Regions from separate parts of the Mus musculus genome. Here region 2 is linked to region 1. The links are chromatin contacts, called in public HiChIP or PLAC-seq maps. All regions are on one chromosome and are shown on one strand. Each heading gives the region's core, a stretch centred on a gene start, on an enhancer-like site or on the middle of the called end of the contact. The rest is flanking DNA. Distances are from core to core; before and after follow the strand shown. Region 1 overlaps Mcoln2 (mucolipin 2). Region 2 has its middle 52 kb from the start of Gm40167.

Region 1 (6,179 bases), core at 2,453-4,952:
GGCAGGCATGATGCTGGGGCAGTAGCTGAGAGCCTACGTTCTGATCCACAAGCATAGGGCAAGAGAGACAGCTAACTGGGAATACATAAGTGCTTTTGAAACCTCTAAGCCCATTCCAAGTGCAAACTCCTCCAACAAGCCACACCCCCAATCCTCCCAAATAGTCCCACCAACTGGGGACTACGCATTCAAATATATAAACCATTCTCAAGCAAACCACCACAGTGTTCTTGGTTAAAAGCACGCCTCAGTAGCTCTTCATTGCTGGCTGTTTGGACTCTGAGAGAAATGACCTGGTTCTCAGTGACCAGAGGGTGCTACACAGTTGGGTGGTGACCAGCATGGAGGTCATGGTTTTCTCAAACGTACCCAGATTTGTTTTCACTTGGGTCAGAGGTAGACATTTTTCAAGTATTCCTTGCCTTTGCTTTCTGAGCATTCCATCAATCCAGTTCCTCAAGGGAGATGGGAGATCACAGCTACTTAGGCTCACATGAGGAGTTTTCTGTCCGTTGATTCACACCGCATCTTGAGATTTTTCCATGAGACGAGTGAGCACATCCCGAGGATGTCTGGTAAACACGAGACGAGGTCTTCTGAGACATTCTCAAAATTGCATTTCATCCTCTCAGAGCGTTAAACTATTGCCGCGGATGCCAGGGTAAAAGAAGATTAATTTTCTTAATTTGCAACTGCCTCCGAAGACATGGGAAGGCTATCACAGGTCTCTCGGGGCCGCCATGGCATCCTGTAGTTATTATATTAATGGCTTTTCTGGCTGTCGTGACAAATACCTGATGATAAACAGCTTAAGGGATGAAGGACTTATGGCAGCTCAGGGTCTGAGCAAGCAAAGCTGGTCACACTGGGCACGGAGCACATGGTAGCTGGTCACACTGGGCACGGAGCACACGGTAGCTGGTCACACTGGGCATGGAGCACACGGTAGCTGGTCACACTGGGCATGGAGCACACAGTAGCTGGTCACACTGGGCACGAAGCACATGGTAGCTGGTCACACTGGGCACATGGTAGCTGGTCACACTGGGCACAGGGAAGAAGCAGAAGATGAAGGCTGATTGCTTAGCATTCATTCACTCCAAACCAAGGCTGCCCACCTTCCGGACTTCCTCCTTCTCAGTTAAATGTCTCTAGAAATACCCTAAGCTGTGTACTCGGGCATAGATAGTCTATGGTTCTCCTGAACCACTTGATGCCTGCAGGGTGAACCTGCTGGCCTCAGGTCTCTCTTCCCAGACTGACAGGATTTGGCTCTTTGGAGGACAAGGCTTGGATGGGCAGATATGAGTTGTCAAACGTTCTCTTCTATGAAGGAAAGTGTCTGGCCCTTGTAGCCATTGATCAGCTCTGATAGAGCAGGGTCCTGAGAGATGATGGTTGCTCAATCGGTTGTTTCCAGAGCCTCAATCCAAGCCTCAAAGTATGTACATTTCCCGTGCTCCATTTTCTTCCTCTTTCACATTTGGCTCACATAAGCTATATGTGTCTAGAGCGTATTCTAGTCTTTTTGTAAAGATTTTGGGGAGTCCAGGTAGAAAAGTTGCCTAGACTGGGCAAGACCCTCAGTTTGGTCCCTAACATCACTATCTGAATAATAAAATAAAAAAAATAAGAGCTGTCAATGTCAGATGTGGCGTTGCGTGTGTTCTGGGAGGGGAAGCAGAAGGACCAGGAATTCAAGGTCATTATCAGCTACATAGTTTGAGGCTAACCTGAGCTACATGAGACCCTGTCTAAACAACAACAGCAACCACAACAATGACAACAACAGCATCAATGACGCAGGACTATCCAAACAAAAATTCTTAACTTGACGTTCTCTTACTCCTTCATCCCCTTTTCTGTTACAGGAGAAGAAGCAATGACCACTTGATTCTCATTGACTAAAACCTTTGGCTGATGTCAGTCAAGTCCAGATCCCTTTATGCTGAGGTCATTCAGAGAGACCCCAGAGGTAGCAGCAGTCGGCTCAAAGATTGTCCTGCTGAATTGTGGAACCAGAAGGAGGGGTGTCCATGAGCTGCTGATCAGACCTGACATTCCAAAGTTACTTTTCATAGACATGGAGTGTGAAGAGTAAGCCTCTTGTGAGGCCAGCGTGGCAATGAAATTCACCAGGAGTCTGGTCGTTTGTGACATCATAATGTTGAGATGTAAAAAGAAATATTCCCACTTCAGAGTGTGTAAGCAATATTTAAACCCAGATAAAGATGCATGCTTATTGAAAAAACAAAGATTTGTTTCAAAACGTGACACTTGGATTTGAAGACATTTGTTAATTTATGGTCTGCACAGAAATAAATTTGCTTCCAAACCAAATTAAGACTTGAAGCTAGAGAGTGGTAAGCCACTCAGTTCGTGACTGGTTGGACTGTGAGCTTGCTTCTTCAGCAAGCACAACACCAGTGTCTGTTAGCACAGTCAGCGGGATGAAAGAGCACCTGGCTGTCCCCTCAGGTGAGCTCTCCCTGGACTGGACACATGATGAGTGAGTCACCCTAAGCTTGGAGTGGCCATCTGTTTCACAAGTCAGCTCCATTGTGGTGGGGATTTGCCCTTGTCATGGAAGGAAGTGTAGATTTTTCATTAAATAAATTTATTTTCACGATGTTGCATTGTACTATTATTGTGTTACAATGCGATGTCTCTTGACAGTCACTGAGTGAGAGTTCCATTTTATACCATCCCTCTTGAATACTTTGTCCACCTGAGAGATCCGTCATTTTTAAACAAGTGGTGAAGGAGCTATGAGGGTTGGTCCATAGAAGCTATTTGATAAAGACTTGAGACTAAGATCATTATGTCATAGCTGAGCTATCTGGGGCTATGAGGGCTACTGGTGCAGAGTAAGATTTGGGTTTGCATCTCAGAGCAGCTCCTGCCCTTCCCTGCCTTTGTCTCCGCTCCAAGAACCGTTGTCTGATTCTCCATCTGCTCCTTGCTCCTGCTCTTCTTCATATCCGTCCAACAAATCCAGACAGAGAAAACCCTGCAGCTAATAACTGTAAGATCTGTAGGTGAGGGCATGTTTCATGCTAGGGCTGTTTTTTGCTGTCCTTGGGGGACAATCTGAGTTTTGTGCCCAGCACCCACAGTGTGACTCGAGAGACCCCATAATTCCAGAGACCCTATAATTCAGGGAGCACATGCCTTTTTCTGACATCTGAAGAATCATACAGATGCAGCTAGGCAACCGAAACGCTCATACACAGCATAGAAACCAATCTTTATTTTTTTAAAGGAAAAAGACTCGTGACTACATATAGAGTACTTAGTCAAAGTATCATTTTAATTAATTTTTCTTTTTACAAAAAAATAGTTCAAGAGTCACAGGACTTGGTTTTAAAACTAAAGATCATCAGACTGAGGGTCTGGGCTTCTTTCTCTGGTTCCAGATCAGGTATAGGGTTAAGCCATTGCTAGCCTGGTTGGCTCCGAACAGACTAGATTTGTAGCCTACAGCTTTGACTGTCATTTGATAGAAACTTAATGATGCTATCTCACTCGTCCTTAGCTACTTCTTAAAATCAGCTATTATGTTTCCTTTCATTTCCTTTTGTTCGGTTGGCTCCAATGCTTTCAGGAAGAAAAATATTTTTCAAGGTTACCATGGAAACATTGTTTCTTTTGCTCTTAGTCATTTTGAACAATGGCGGCTTTTCTCACTGTGGTCTCTTTCCCGAGTTATTGAGGATGTAGTAGGGTAACTGCTGATGGACAGGTCTGGGACAAGCCCTTTCTTCTCTCAGACCTTAGTTACTTCACTGTGACCGAAGATACAATCTTTTTTACCTTTTATTTACATTCTGAAATCGCTACCCCTTGTAGAAATCACCTCCTTGGCTTACAGTGACACAGCCAAAGCCACACACAGTACCCTGAGGTAACTGACTGGAATGGCAGAAACAAGCAGAGTATTTGGGCGCCTTGAACCCCACTCATCCTGTAGCTTTGGGGCTCTGGACAAGCCACGTTCCGCCCTGAGGTGATGGTGATAAATCTGCGACTGACCTTTGGCTCACAGCTCCTGCCGTGAACTCTGGCACTAGAGTGGACCTTGAGCCTCTTCCCTCCCATCCTCTGCAGTGTTTAGACGCAGATTCCATGCAATGGTGCAGACAAAGCATTTGCTTCTGTAGCTAGTCTATCTGGGATCGTCTCCATCTTTGGACAGTACACAGTGTGTTTCCATTTCTCTGTGTGCACAATGGAGACTGAAACTTAAAAGAGTCAAAGTTCATAGAAAGGGGTGTGGCTCTTAACGGCTCCATCACGAAGCGAGAAAGGAGAAATGCTCTCTTTCCCCATGTTTCTCAATTCAGTCTGGGCAGATGGTGCTGCTTCCATCCAGGGTGGGCCTTGCCCTCGGCTAATCCTTTCAGCAAACTCTCTTCCAGTCACACCAGAAGTGTGGCTCACTAGTGTTCTGGCCATTTCTTCATCCCACCAAGCTGATGAGATTAGCATGCAAGCTCCTCCTGACATTCGACTCCATCCTATGGAGCCCTGACCCCACGGAGACCCAGGCCTGGATCCTTGAGCACATGAAGTGCAGTTGTGCACTTAGCTTCTTATCAAGGGCAAACAGCAGTCCTTAGTACCCTCACCTAAAAATAGCCTGGCACTGGCACAGGGCACCAGGAGTCTAAAGGTCATTAGCAAAGTATGTCTGGGAACTGCCCTATGGAGTTGGCCAGAGTCCTTTCCACACTAGAGATGGCTATGCGTCCCTGTTCTATGACAGCTCCGCATCGCAGTGTTACTGGACAGACAGACTTCACTGTTAATCGGCTCCACCTTTATTTTCATCTGAAACTTTGGCAAATTTTATTTTCCTCTGTCTGACTTCAAGTTGGAACACTTCAACTTTGTGTTCTCTACCAAATATCTAGAACCTCACGTGGTTCGGATAGCTTGCACGAGTCCTCTCTTGCCTGGCAGGGTGAAGAGGGTCCTACCAACTACCCCAAGCACAGCATTCTATACACCAGCACTTCAGAAAGACTGGCATCATCATAGCCCGGGAACCGGAGAGATTTGCTGGGTCAGGGAAATGCTGTGCCCCTCTGCTCTCCCTCGCTTGGGATTCTCAGGCTCTCAACAGGGATAACTTCAGAGTCGGCTTGGTGCTCACGTGACCTGGATGTTCTCAGAGGCGCCTGCATTTTACTGAATAGCCTGTCCTCCACAGTCTTGAAATTCTTCGTGTATTTTGGACAAGGGGCCCATGTGTTCACGATTTAGTGGCCTCTGCAGGTCGAGTAGCTAATCCTGATGAGATGACTCGATGATCACAGCGCGCTTTCAAATATTTAATTTTAAAAACATATGTGTATAACTGTGCATCTCTGTGTTTGGGTGCTCACAGACTCCAATGTTGGATTCCTGGATCTGCAGTTTGCAATCATTTGTGATCCGCCCAACATGGGTGATGGGAAGCAAACTAGGAACTTTTCCAAGAGCCGTATATGCTCTTAACTGCTGAGTTATCTCTCTAGCCCTCGATGCATTCTTATTTTTTTTTATTTTCTTGAGATTATAATATTGCAAAAAAAACCCTTTTAAGGCAAGATTGAATTCTGGATTTATATTTTATTTGTTGTCATTTTGGTTTTGTGAGTTAGGTAGGATCTTACTCCGTAATCCGGGCTGACCCAGAACTGAGTATGTAGCCCAGGCTAGACTTGGATTCACAGAAATCCTCCTGCCTCCTGAGTGCTAGCGTTACAGGTATGTACCACACCGAACGAACCCACACAGCCCCCCATGGCCTTCTCTCCAGTACCCCCATAGCCACTTTGGATGTGAAGGGCTTGCGGTATGGCCAACCAGGCCCATGTCTTAGAGAAAAGGGTACATGAGCTCTGGAAGAACGGAACTAAATCCCGCAATGAACTCTCAAGCTGATAGAGAAACACGACATCGCAAGGCTGGTCTGCATGGGACTCCTGACAGCAAACGCAGCCGCAAACAAGTGTGCAGAAAGCAATGGTCAGTGTTTCCTGTGCCTCAGTCTCTGCAAGTGAGCTAGGGAGAGAGGGTGAACACGGCCCTGTCACATCCTTGCATCATAAGGACGCAGAAGCCTGACTTCTTAAAGACCCTGGGGAGCTGTTGGCTGCGGTGAATGGGGTGGGGGGAGGAGACAATTTATTAGT
Region 2 (5,983 bases), core at 215-2,714, 96 kb after region 1:
GTCAAAGACTCTGAGGTAAGGCTTGAAGTTTCGCTGTTAATTTGGCCTTAGAAGTTATGAGGGCGTTGACACCGGAGTTTCAGTGGCATGGTGGGGATGAGAGCCAGCTTGAAATGGGTTCAAAGGAAAATGGGAGGTGAGGTTTGGAAGCAGTGAGGACGGCTATTTTTGAGGCAGTTCTTGTTTTGTTTTGTTTTTCCTGAAATGGGACCACAGAGAGAGAGAAAGAGAGAGAGAGAGAGAGAGAGAGAGAGAGAGAGTAGCAGTTGGTGAGGCATGTGAGGTCAGCAAGGGATTTGATGCTGGAAAGAATGACTGATAACTCAGGGCACCAATGACAACAATATCCTTAAGGAATGGGAAGATTCACGAAGGGTCTGGTCACACAGGGACATCCCACTCAGTAAGACGAGGGAAGGCAAGGTTTGCGCTCACGGAATGGGAAGACATAATGAAGAGATGCGCTCACGTGTTTCCTCCTGTGTTATGGGTCAATGAGTATTTGGGGCTATTAGCAGAGAATATACCAACCAAGCCTGAATGAGTTAGGGGTCAAGCAAAGGAAAAAAAAAAACATGGCCCAAGCCATATAATGCATACTCTATGAAAGAAAATAGCAAAGATAAAACACAGTACGCTCCTGTCCTTCAAGAGACAATGCCTGCTATGAACTACTGATCCAGAGGAGACCTTGATGGGGAAGGAGGCAGGGCAGCCAAAACTCTGAGCTCTGCTGAGAGTCCAGCTCCAGTGTGCATCCTGCCTCCCACCAGGATTCCACCTACAGAGCCAGGGGAGGCCACAGAGGACAAAGTGCAGAGGGAAACTATCATGAAAGGCTTTATAATCTCCCCTCCTCCACACACCAGATACCCGGCAACACTGAGGCTCCAGAGAGAACATCTCCCACTTGCCTGACCCCTAGAACCTAGGAGACCCTGAGGGGTCTGAGAACATCACTCTTCAACTCAGGGCAGCTAAGCCAGAAATCCACTCTCTTCGTCTTTTTTAAGTTCTTGTTCTCACTGTTTGAGTCCCGCTCTTGCATATACATCCCAGGATGGTTTTGCTTCTGTTTGTATATTGTTCAGTGGAGTCTTAGGAATAGTGTGTCTGCTTTGCACCTAATTTTCCATGCTTCACTACACTCTCAGTCACACATCAAACTTTCTCTTCTATTCCTTATTTTTTCTCTTTCTTTCTTCTTTAGTCTCTTCTCTTTTTACTTCTTAATTATAATCTTCCATAGCTTTAACAATCTCTAAAATCTGTGGATCATAACAATATCCTAATTTTCCCTTCTCAGCTACTTCATCCGCCACAGTCTGAGTAAACTCTATCTCATCTTTGGTTGTTTATCCTTCAGAAATCTACACAAGTCCAAGGGGTCACTGCTACTACCTGCCTACTATGACATTTACATAGCAGTTGTGTCGAGCAGCTGTTGTTGCTCCCAGTTAATATTGTACTTAGGGAGCAATATAAAACTTACACCAGACGCCTGAACTCCTGGACTTAGGAGCTATAATCCGAACTATACATTGAAGTCTACCTTTACTCAATTCCCACACGAACATTTCAAATACTTCAAATGAAGGAAATAGTTGATAAAAAAAATAAGTAAACCAAGGATATAAATAAGCCCAGATGTATAAACCCTAATTCAGTATCATAAGAAACACATACAAACAAACAAAACTTAAGACATGATAACTCCTCTATAAATTAATAACCCTTCTGTAAAGACGCCAAATGAGAGTATGTTAGATTAAATCCCAGACATAGATGTCAGACTCATGACTCAAAGCATGTTCAAAGACACAACCAGTAGACTAAAATAAAAAAGATGACAGATTGTTTGAAAGGCGAGTTCAACGGAGGTAGAACTACTGAGGAAAACCCAATCTGAAGTGCTGGGAATTTAAAACAAAACCACAGTAAGTCAAGGAAAAAAACTCTTTGGAAAGTCTAAGCCATACTGTGACTCAAGGAGAGTACAGAATATCTGAGCTTAAAGACATGGTGAAGGAACAAGCAAGAAATATAAAATAATGAAGGTCCCTGGTGCTAATGTCGAGATGTTCGTGATTCATCTGGAGATAATTGACATAAAAGAAGGAGATGAATCTCATTTTAAAGGCATAGAAAACACTTTCAAACGAATCATAGTATAATATTTCCTAGACTTGGGAAAAGGGATAACAATCTATATTCAAGAAATATTTAGAACAACAAACATAAAAAACTCCCCTTATTATATTTAATATATAACCTCCATTATATTATAATTAAAATACTAAATATCCTAGACAAAGATCTATCGAAAGTGGTAAGAGAGAAACGCCAGGTTACATACAAAGCCAGGCCTATCAGAGAAACAGCTGATTTGTCATCTGAAACTTTAATAGGCAGGGGATTCCTGGGAAGATGTATTTCAAGTTTTAAAAGAAACTGCCGGGGACAGGCGGAAGCACAGAGCCGTTGAAGCAGCACCCTTTGCGGGCCGCAGACAGCCGGCCACCGTCCGGACCAGAGGACAGGTGTCTGCCTGGCTTGGGAGGCGGCCTCAGCCTCAGGAGCAGCGGTCGCCATCTTGGTTCCGGGACTCCGCGGAACTTAGGAATTTAGTCTGCACAGGTGAGAGTCTGCACCACAGAAGCTGACAGCTTCTGGGAACTGCCAAAGCAACACAGCTTCTGAGAAAGGTCCTGTTTTGGGCCTTCTTCTTCGGCCAGGAGAAGGTCCAAACACAAGATATCTGCGCACCTTCCCTGTAAGAGAGCTTGCCAGCAGAGAGTGCTCTGAGCACTGAAACTCAGAGGAGAGAATCTGTCTCCCAGGTCTGCTGATAGACGGTAACAGAATCACCAGAAGAACAATCTCTAAACAGAGTCAACTATAACTACTAACTCCAGAGATTACCAGATGGTGAAAGGTAAACGTAGGAATCTTACTAACAGGAACCAAGACCACTCACCATCATCAGAACCCAGCACTCCCACTTCGCTCAGTCCAGGGCACCCCAACACACCCGAAAACCTAGACCTAGATTTAAAAGCATATCTCATGATGATGGTAGAGGACATCAAGAAGGACTTTAATAAATCACTTAAAGAAATACAGGAGAACACTGCTAAAGAGTTACAAGTCCTTAAAGAAAAACAGGAAAACACAATCAAACAGGTAGAAGTCCTTACAGAAAAAGAGGAAAAAACATACAAACAGGTGATGGAAATGAACAAAACCATACTAGACCTAAAAAGAGAAGTAGACACAATAAAGAAAACTCAAAGTGAGGCAACACTGGAGATTGAAACCCTAGGAAAGAAATCTGGAACCATAGATTTGAGCATCAGCAACAGAATACAAGAGATGGAAGAGAGAATCTCAGGTGCAGAAGATTCCATAGAGAACATCGGCACAACAATCAAAGAAAATGGAAAATGCAAAAAGATCCTAACTCAAAATATCCAGGAAATCCAGGACACAATGAGAAGACCAAACCTATGGATAATAGGAGTGGATGAGAATGAAGATTTTCAACTCAAAGGACCAGCAAACATCTTCAACAAAATTATTGAAGAAAACTTCCCAAATCTAAAGAAAGAGATGCCTATGAACATACAAGAAGCCTACAAAACTCCAAATAGATTGGACCAGAAAAGAAATTCCTCCCGACACATAATAATCAGAACAACAAATGCACTAAATAAAGATAGAATAGTAAAAGCAGTAAGGGAAAAAGGTCAAGTAACATATAAAGGCAAGCCTATCAGAATTACACCAGATTTTTCACCAGAGACTATGAAAACCAGAAGAGCCTGGACAGATGTTATACAGACACTAAGAGAACACAAATTCCAGCCCAGGCTACTATACCCAGCCAAACTCTCAATTACCATAGATGGAGAAACCAAAGTATTCCACGACAAAACCAAAACCAAATTCACACATTATCTCTCCACGAATCCAGCCCTTCAAAGGATAATAACAGAAAAAAAACCAATACAAGAACAGGAACAACGCCCTAGCAAAAACAAGAAGGTAATCCCTCAACAAACCTAAAAGAAGACAGCCACAAGAACAGAATGCCAACTTTAACAACAAAAATAACAGGAAGCAACAATTACTTTTCCTTAATATCTCTTAACATCAATGGTCTCAACTCCCCAATAAAAAGACATAGACTAACAAACTGGCTACACAAACAAGACCCAACATTTTGCTGCTTACAGGAAACACATCTCAGAGAAAAAGGTAGACACTGCCTCAGAATGAATGGCTGGAAAACAATTTTCCAAGCAAATGGTATGAAGAAACAAGCTGGAGTAGCCATCCTAATATCTGATAAGATTGACTTCCAACCCAAAGTCATCAAAAAAGACAAGGAGGGGCACTTCATACTCATCAAAGGTAAAATCCTCCAAGAGGAACTCTCAATTCTGAATATCTATGCTCCAAATACAAGGGCAGCCACATTCATTAAAGAAACTTTAGTAAAGCTCAAAGCACACATTGCACCTCACACAATAATAGTGGGAGACTTCAACACACCACTTTCACCAATGGACAGATCATGGAAACAGAATCTAAACAGGGACACACTGAAACTAACAGAAGTGATGAAACAATGGATCTGACAGATATCTACAGAACATTTTACCCTAAAACAAAGGGATATACCTTCTTCTCAGCACCTCATGGTACCTTCTCCAAAATTGACCACATAATAGGTCACAAAACAGGCCTCAACAGATTCAAAAATATTGAAATTGTCCCATGTATCTTATCAGATCACCATGCACTAAGGCTGATCTTCAATAACAAAATAAATAACAGAAAGCCAACATTCACGTGGAAACTGAACAACACTCTTCTCAATGATACCTTGGTCAAGGAAGGAATAAAGAACGAAATTAAAGACTTTTTAGAGTTTAATGAAAATGAAGCCACAACGTACCCAAACCTTTGGGACACAATGAAAGCATTTCTAAGAGGGAAACTCATAGCTCTGAGTGCCTCCAAGAAGAAACGGGAGAGAGCACATACTAGCAGCTTGACAACACACCTAAAAGGTCTAGAAGAAAAGGAAGCAAATTCACCCAAGAGGAGTAGAAGGCAGGAAATAATCAAACTCAGGGGTGAAATCAACCAAGTGGAAACAAGAAGAACTATTCAAAGAATTAACCAAACGAAGAGTTGGTTCTTTGAGAAAATCAACAAGATAGATAAACCCTTAGCTAGACTCACTAGAGAGCACAGGGACAAAATCCTAATTAACAAAATCAGAACTGAAAGGGGAGACATAACAACAGATCATGAAGAAATCCAAAACACCATCAGATCCTTCTACAAAAGGCTATACTCAACAAAACTGGAAAACCTGGACGAAATGAACAAATTTGTGGACAGATACCAGGTACCAAAGTTGAATCAGGATCAAGTTGACCTCCTAAACAGTCCCATATCCCCTAAAGAAATAGAAGCAGTTATTAATAGTCTCCCAGCCAAAAAAAGCCCAGGACCAGACGGGTTTAGTGCAGAGTTCTATCAGACCTTCAAAGAAGATCTAATTCCAGTTCTGCACAAACTTTCTCACAAGATAGAAGTAGAAGGTACTCTACCCAACTCATTTTATGAAGCCACTATTACTCTGATACCTAAACCACAGAAAGATCCAACAAAGATAGAGAACTTCAGACCAATTTCTCTTATGAATATCGATGCAAAAATCCTCAATAAAATTCTCGCTAACCGAATCCAAGAACACATTAAAGCAATCATCCATCCTGACCAAGTAGGTTTTATTCCAGGGATGCAGGGATGGTTTAATATACGAAAATCTATCAATGTAATCCATTATATAAACAAACTCAAAGACAAAAACCACATGATCATCTCGTTAGATGCAGAAAAAGCATTTGACAAGATCCAACACCCATTCATGATAAAAGTTCTGGAAAGATCAGGAATTCAAGGCCCA

What was found. HiChIP or PLAC-seq counts read pairs in DNA pulled down with a chosen protein or histone mark.
Region 2: an H3K4me3 HiChIP or PLAC-seq map of intestinal villus epithelium shows a contact between it and region 1, with 5 read pairs. The contact joins two enhancer-like sites. A contact is called at or near these places in 13 of 484 Hi-C or Micro-C datasets (the 63-12 cell line, 8-cell embryo, CD4 T cells and 8 more), 4 of 115 datasets of contacts at active chromatin or transcription factors (bone marrow-derived dendritic cells, epiblast stem cells, intestinal villus epithelium and 1 more) and 2 of 9 other capture datasets (adipose tissue and embryonic stem cells).

The regions. Positions count from the first base shown.
Region 1 is chr3:146,192,884-146,199,062 of GRCm38.p6, forward strand. Mcoln2 (mucolipin 2) reads left to right here. Exons shown (of 14, transcript NM_026656.5): 14 at 1,872-2,628. The coding sequence ends at 1,908. Among named protein-coding and RNA genes, the nearest start is that of Lpar3, 25 kb to the right of the region's middle. Within about 2 kb of position 3,703, at least 22 of the 459 cell types and tissues checked have an H3K27ac peak or open chromatin away from gene starts, as enhancers often do. A contact at or near this core is called in intestinal villus epithelium, where this site is marked.
Region 2 is chr3:146,291,282-146,297,264 of GRCm38.p6, forward strand. No RefSeq gene overlaps it. Among named protein-coding and RNA genes, the nearest start is that of Gm40167, 52 kb to the right of the region's middle. Within about 2 kb of position 1,465, at least 7 of the 459 cell types and tissues checked have an H3K27ac peak or open chromatin away from gene starts, as enhancers often do. A contact at or near this core is called in intestinal villus epithelium, where this site is marked.